Linked DNA regions of Sus scrofa: region 2 is linked to region 1. Evidence: chromatin contacts called from public HiChIP or PLAC-seq data. All regions are on one chromosome and are shown on one strand. The core of a region is the stretch at or near the end of the contact, and the rest is flanking DNA. Distances in the headings are between cores, read along the strand shown. Region 1 overlaps WIPI1 (WD repeat domain, phosphoinositide interacting 1). Region 2 overlaps RGS9 (regulator of G-protein signaling 9).

Region 1 (3,048 bases), core at 546-3,045:
GACATTCCAGGCAGGCAGGAAGCTCAAAGCTGCCCGTGACTCTCTGTTTCTTCAAAGAGAGGGCAGTTGGGCACCGCCAGCGGCCTCTCGATGGGGCACCTCCACCCTGAGCGCCCCCCTCTGCCGGCTCAGGCTGGGGACCGTGCTGCCCGCCTACAGGACGGGCCTGTTCCTCCTGCCAAAAGCCCGTCTCTTCTTAATTTTTAGCAAATACCGCTGTTCGTCTTAGCCCAGAAAACTCACTGACTGACTCAATTTTTTGCACTTTAAACAGGGAGGGAAAGGAGATTTGAGCGTGCGGGGCTGTGTGGGGATTCTGTTACAAAGAATTTATACTCTTTCTAAGGGGAATCCTTTTCAACCAAGAACAATTAGAAACAATGGGACATGTTCTCTCTGTCTCAGACAAACCCTCCCGAGTGGGTCTGGGGATAGATTTAGCATTTCCTTCCGAAAGAGGAGGACTTTGGATGTTCTTGGGCGAGAAAGCCCGGGATCTTCTCAAATCCTGACATTTGTAATGAGCCCCTCAACTTCCCCTGAGCAGTTGCTACTTTGGTAAAACGGAGGTGATCACATCCACCCCACAGTTATTACGGGGAGGATTCACTGGGGGCGTGGAGTGTGGGGGTGGGGGTGCCAGGGGCAGGTCTGGGAGCACAGGCAGGCAGTCAGCTCCCTCATCCCTTCCGCCTCCCGCCGGGAGGGCAGGCAGCCCCGAAATGGGTCAAAGTTTCACTGTAGTGACATGGCCGGGGCCCCGCTCCAGAACTGCCAGCAGGATCAGCAGTGAGGTCCTACTGTACAGCACAGGGAACTCTATCCAGTCTCTTGGGATAGAGTATGATGGATGCTAATATGAGAAAAAGAATGTATATAAATGTATAACTGGGTCACTTTGCTGTATAGCAGAAATTAGCACAACACTGTAAATCAACTGTACTGTAATTTTAAAAAAGAAAAAAAGAAAAAAAAAAACTGGCTGCAGCCTCTGAGCGGCCAAAACCATGAAGATAAGATCCTCAGAGGAGTTCCTGTCATGGCGCAGCAGAAATGAATCTGACTGGGAACCAAGAGTTCAATCCCTGGACTCGCTCAGTGGATTAAGGATCCAGCATTGCCGTAAGCTATGGTGTAGATCCTAGCCTCGGCTTGGATCCTGAGTTGCTGTGGCTGTGGTGTAGGCCAGCAGCTGTAGCTCTGAGGACCCCTAGGCTGGGAAGCTCCATATGCCACGGGTATGGCCCTAAAAAAGCAAAAATATATGTGTGTGTGTGTGTGTGTGTGTGTGTGTGTGTGTGTGTCCTCAGAGGCCAGGAGTCTCCTTTATTTGTTCCCATCTTCTCATTTATTTTCTGAACAAAATATATTAGATGGAGGAGTTCCCTTGTGGCTCAGCAGGTTAAGGATTTGGCATTGTCTTTGCAGCGGTGCTGTGCAGCTGCTGTGGTGCAGGTTCAATCCCTGGCCCCGGAAGTTCTGCATGCTGCAGGCACAGCCAAGAAACACACACACACACACACACACACACACACACACACACACACACACACCACACACACCAACAAAAAACCAAACAAACAGAAAAACCCAACCAAACAAATGAAAAAAATAAGATGGAAACTCTGAGTCTTGATCCAATGGTTCCTTCCTGGGTACACAGGAGATGGAGTCACTTATCTGATCGGCTCAGTCTCACAAATTCTCAATGTATTCTGAGTCAGTGAACTACACACCACAATCTACACAGAGTCTGCCATGGCTTCATGCTCAGTACCAAATGCGGCTGTAAATTTCCTTCCTTTTGTCTGTTTGTGTCCTGCCCATTCCTGTTGTGTCAAAGACGGCAGGCTGTTTCCTTTAAAGACTTGGGCCAGTCGGGGCTCGAAGTTAATTTCCTGCTAGCACAGCAGTCTGTGGCCTGAGCAGTTGAGGGAGGAAATCTCCATTAAAAAAAAAAAAAAAAAAAGAAGAAGAAAAAAAAAACATTCTGCCAACTGCAGAACTCAGGGATGCTGTCGTTTGCAGACTTTTAGGGAACACTGAGGAAGCAGTCTATACTGCACAGCAATGTGTGTAATCGAACAGAATTGCTGGGTATTCTCCTGTGGGTGCTCTCTCCGAAAACGTCATGCAGGTGGGGTCAGCATCTCATTTTTAGTAGCATAGAGCATGCATGTGTACAGAGACAATTTCTTTCTATTTCTAAAAATCAGAAAGCATATTCTGAGACCTTAATCAACCCAGAGGGAACCACATTTTATAAATCACTGCTAACTTGCTTAAAGTTTGACATGTAATGCTCTAAATACCAAGGTAAGAATGATTTAGAACCACGGGACTTCCTTCTCATTCCAGCCAACGATGCCGTTGGTTCTTGAATGAAAAGCAGGCATTCCTTTCCCAGCTGCAGAAGAATTCCAGCCAAAACAATTTTGGTAAAATTATAGCTGACTATGATTTATGAAAACGTGTGTCAAGTTGAAAGTCCAAAAGCCACATCAAAACCTAACTCCTTACACTGAAGAAAAAAAAAAAAAAGGCTGGAGGAAAATATACTCAAATATTGAGCATAATGAAAAGCCCCTGGGTTTTAGAATTGCGGGGGAGAATTTTTTTTTCTTTATATTTTCCAGACTCTGCAAAATTTCTACACTACCACTTTTTTTTTTTTTTTTCTTTTTAGGGCCGCACACATGGCATAGGGAAGTTCCCAAGCTGGGAGTTGAATCTGAGCTGCAGCTTCAACCACAATCACAGCAACAGCAGATCCGAGCTGCACCTGTAACCCACACCACAGTTTGCGGCAACACTGAATCCATAGCCCACCGAGCGAGGCCAGGGTTCGAACCTGAATCCTCATCACTTTTATGTCATAAAATAATGTCCAAGAAAAAGTTCACTTCCCTTCCTAAAAAGGGTTTCGTGTGACACTTGTGACAGAAACAGAAGACTAGTAGCACAATAATGTTTAAGTCTGTAGCAAAGCCTTCCTTCTTTCCTAAGGCGCTTCCCAAGAAATAAAGGTGATGGTTGGAGCTGGTTGGA
Region 2 (3,212 bases), core at 108-2,607, 320 kb after region 1:
CAAACAGCGTTCTTCCTGTGGCTCCTTTGTGACCAGTCGTGGCTGGAGTTGGGGTGGCGCTCAGAGGGTGGCCTGTGGACAATGCCCCGAGGGTCAGGGCTCGAGGAAGACCCACAGCAGCAGTGTTGTCAGCGTCTCTGTTTCGTAGCTGAGGAGGCAGGTGGAAGGTGTAGGCAGCTCCTCCAGGACACACGTCTCGGGACTGGGAAAGCCAGGTTTGAACCTCAGCTGCAGGTGCCTGAGCCCGCTCCGTACCCCACTTGTGTGTCCTAATGTCCCTGATTCGGCCTCTGGAAACTGTTGGATGTCACTCAGTTCTCACGGCAGCTTGATAAGAGAAGGCATATCGGTTCCATTTAAAATTTTTATTTGTGTATTTATTTATTTATTCATTCATTCATTCCCAGGCTAGGGGTCGACTCGGAGCTGTAGCCACTGGCCTATACCGTAGCTCATGGTAACGCCGGATCCTTAACCCATTGATCAAGGCCAGGGATCGAACCTGCATCCTCATGGATACTAGTCAGGTTCTTAACTCACTGAGCCACAATGGGAACTCCCCAGTTCTGTGTTTCAGGGGACAAAACGGAAACAGAGAGAGGGAGCCGATGGCCCGGGCTGGGCTGGCCAGGGGTCCCTTAGCTTCTCCTTTACACACCTCCCCTCCCAGACCGCGTCCTCGGCTCTTGCACTCCGTGCTCGTGCTCGATTTCCTGGCAGGGGACATGTCCTCACATGCCCAGCAGGCCCCACACATGGCGTTATGTCTTTGTTGTCCTAAAAAAAACCCTGACTACGGCTTTTGGGACCCGCAGCCCTGCATTTTCAAGTTGCCCTGAGCTCTGGAAGCCGTGGGGTCAGTCCCACCTCCACCTGATCAGGAAGGAGGACGTGGCAGGACAGAGACTTACTTTGATGACCACAGCCCGGAATTCTTGTCTCCGTGGACAGCCGCCCCCCCCCCCCCCCCCCCCGCCGCCACACAACCCCCGCTTTTCCTGTCAGCTCTCTGCACTGACCACTCAGCACGCAATTTCCGGGTCTCTGGCTTTTGACCCCCTCTCTGCTCCCAGCCCCAGTTCCTCGTGGTCCTCCCCGCCTTGCCTTTCACCCTGGGGCTGGCCCGGCCCTTGCCTGCGCATCCGCAGAGGTTCCTGGCCACCCGTTCTCAGGGCCCCTCCTTGCTCCTCTCCTGGGCTCCCGCGCTCCTGTCCGTAGTAACCCCTGGGGTCTCACAGGGCACAGCCCTGACCCCCTCGTGCCCTGTAACAATTGCCTGCAGCCTGCATCCGGGGCTCAGGGCTGGCCAGCTGGTCACCACAGAGCTGTGCAAACAAGCGCTGGATGTGTCCCTATTTGGGCAACGCTGCAAGTGAAAAATAATAAGTTAGAATCCCAGGAATGCAGAGTATTTGAAGATCCCTTAGGGAGAGTGCTCCTTCTGCAGCAAAGTGTGTCACTGGGGCGAAGGACAAGGAAGTGACTTTCCTCCAGGAGCGCCAAGCGCTGAGAAAGTTGGGGCTTGTGCGTGAAAGCTAGGGCGAAAGGAAGGTTTCTTTCTCATTTCAGCATTCCTCGAGTTGCTTAGAAATGTGCGTGGGCATGTTTTTAGTAACTTTGCTTTACTGTTTCTTAGGGCTTTTGGCTGAGTAATAAGATTATCAAGAGTCGGTCTGTGAGATCTAACAAATACAATACAGGGTGCCCTGTTAAATTTAAATTTCAGATAACAGGGAATCAATCTTGTTGGTATGAATATGTCCCCAGTGTTGCACAGGCATCCTGTATTTTTTCTTGCAACTGGGCTGAAGCATCTTCTCAGCAGCATATGAACCTTCATCCATAGCCAGGGTGCACTGGGTCCCTGCTCTATGCCAGTCTTTTAGGTCCTGTTATGTCACTCAGTCCCCCCATTTTCTATTTCATTTTACAAGTGAGAAAACACAAGCTCTGAGATACTAAATAACTCATCCAAAGTCCTGTGGCCTATAAGTGACAAAACCACAATTTTGACCTTTCTGACCCCAAAATCAGAAAAAAAAAATACTTTTTTTTTTTTTTGGTCACGCCCAGGGCATATGGAAGATCCCTGGCCAGGCCAGGGATAGAATTCAAGCTGCAGCTGCGACTGTGCCACAGCTTTGGTAACTCCGGATCCTTTAACCCACTGAGCAAGGCCGGGGATTTGAACCTACATCTCTGCAGTGACCCGAGCCCCTGCACTCGGGTTCTTAACCCACTGTACCACAGCAGGAACTCCTCAATACTCTTTCCTAAAACTACCCTGACTCCATCACATTCTCTCTCTGTCTTTCAGAAAAGCCCAGAACCCTCTCCCCCACTGCCCAGATACACATACACGCACACTCCTAAAAGGACAGAGACACCCTGTTTGTCAGTCTATGGGAAGCAGGTCTCATGAACAGCCATTTTTAAAGCTAGAAATAAATGCTAAAATCCATGTGGACAATCCAGGATGCTCTAGGGCAAGCTCCTAGACCCAACCCAATCCGCTGCAGCCTGATTCCCAGAAGGCAGCTGATAATTTTGAAAATCAGAAAACCAACTCAGAGCTCTAGAAAGATAATAAAGTCAAGAAGTGAAATAAAACATAAAACGTAAAAAAAACCTGAAGCCTGAGTTCATGGCCCCAGAAATAAACATCTCAGGTCAAAGTCAGACCACACCAGACAGACCTGCAGTGAGTGTGCGGGCGGCTGGTTTGCAAGGACAGCGCCCCGTGGAGCCCAGAGCAGGTGCGACAGACTGAGAGGCTGTTTGTCCGCTTAGGATCCCCCTAGTTGGAGAGCACTGGTCCACAGGAATTTTCGTCTGGGGGCCTGGGCGCTTGGAAGGAGGGTGTCTATGGAGCCGCCCGCTGGGCACAGGCCCAGGGCAATTGCAGCCTTTGCCCTCAGTAGTGTTTCCCCCGCTGAGCTTTGTGGAGATATTATGGGCATACGGCATAGGCAAGTTCAAGGTGCACAGTGTAGGATCAGATGCTGGCATATATCCCCCAATGATCGCCACTAATACAATTAGCTAACCCTCTCCCCACGTAATTTAAGTTTTGTGGCAACAACAGTTAAGATCTCCTCTTTTTTTTTTTTTTTTTTTGTCTTTCTGTCTTTTGTTGTTGTTGTTGTTGCTATTTCTTGGGCCGCTCCCGCGGCATATGGAGGTTCCCAGGCTAGGGGTCGAATCGGAGCTGT

What was found. HiChIP or PLAC-seq counts read pairs in DNA pulled down with a chosen protein or histone mark.
Region 2: an H3K27ac HiChIP or PLAC-seq map of alveolar macrophages shows a contact between it and region 1. The contact joins two enhancer-like sites. A contact is called at or near these places in 2 of 47 Hi-C or Micro-C datasets (embryonic fibroblasts and liver) and 1 of 2 datasets of contacts at active chromatin or transcription factors (alveolar macrophages).

The regions. Positions count from the first base shown.
Region 1 is chr12:11,730,431-11,733,478 of Sscrofa11.1, forward strand. All of the region lies in intron 4 of WIPI1 (WD repeat domain, phosphoinositide interacting 1), which reads left to right. Among named protein-coding and RNA genes, the nearest start is that of WIPI1, 17 kb to the left of the region's middle. Within about 2 kb of position 1,796, at least 9 of the 83 cell types and tissues checked have an H3K27ac peak or open chromatin away from gene starts, as enhancers often do. A contact at or near this core is called in alveolar macrophages, where this site is marked.
Region 2 is chr12:12,049,729-12,052,940 of Sscrofa11.1, forward strand. All of the region lies in intron 9 of RGS9 (regulator of G-protein signaling 9), which reads left to right. Among named protein-coding and RNA genes, the nearest start is that of RGS9, 36 kb to the left of the region's middle. Within about 2 kb of position 1,358, at least 31 of the 83 cell types and tissues checked have an H3K27ac peak or open chromatin away from gene starts, as enhancers often do. A contact at or near this core is called in alveolar macrophages, where this site is marked.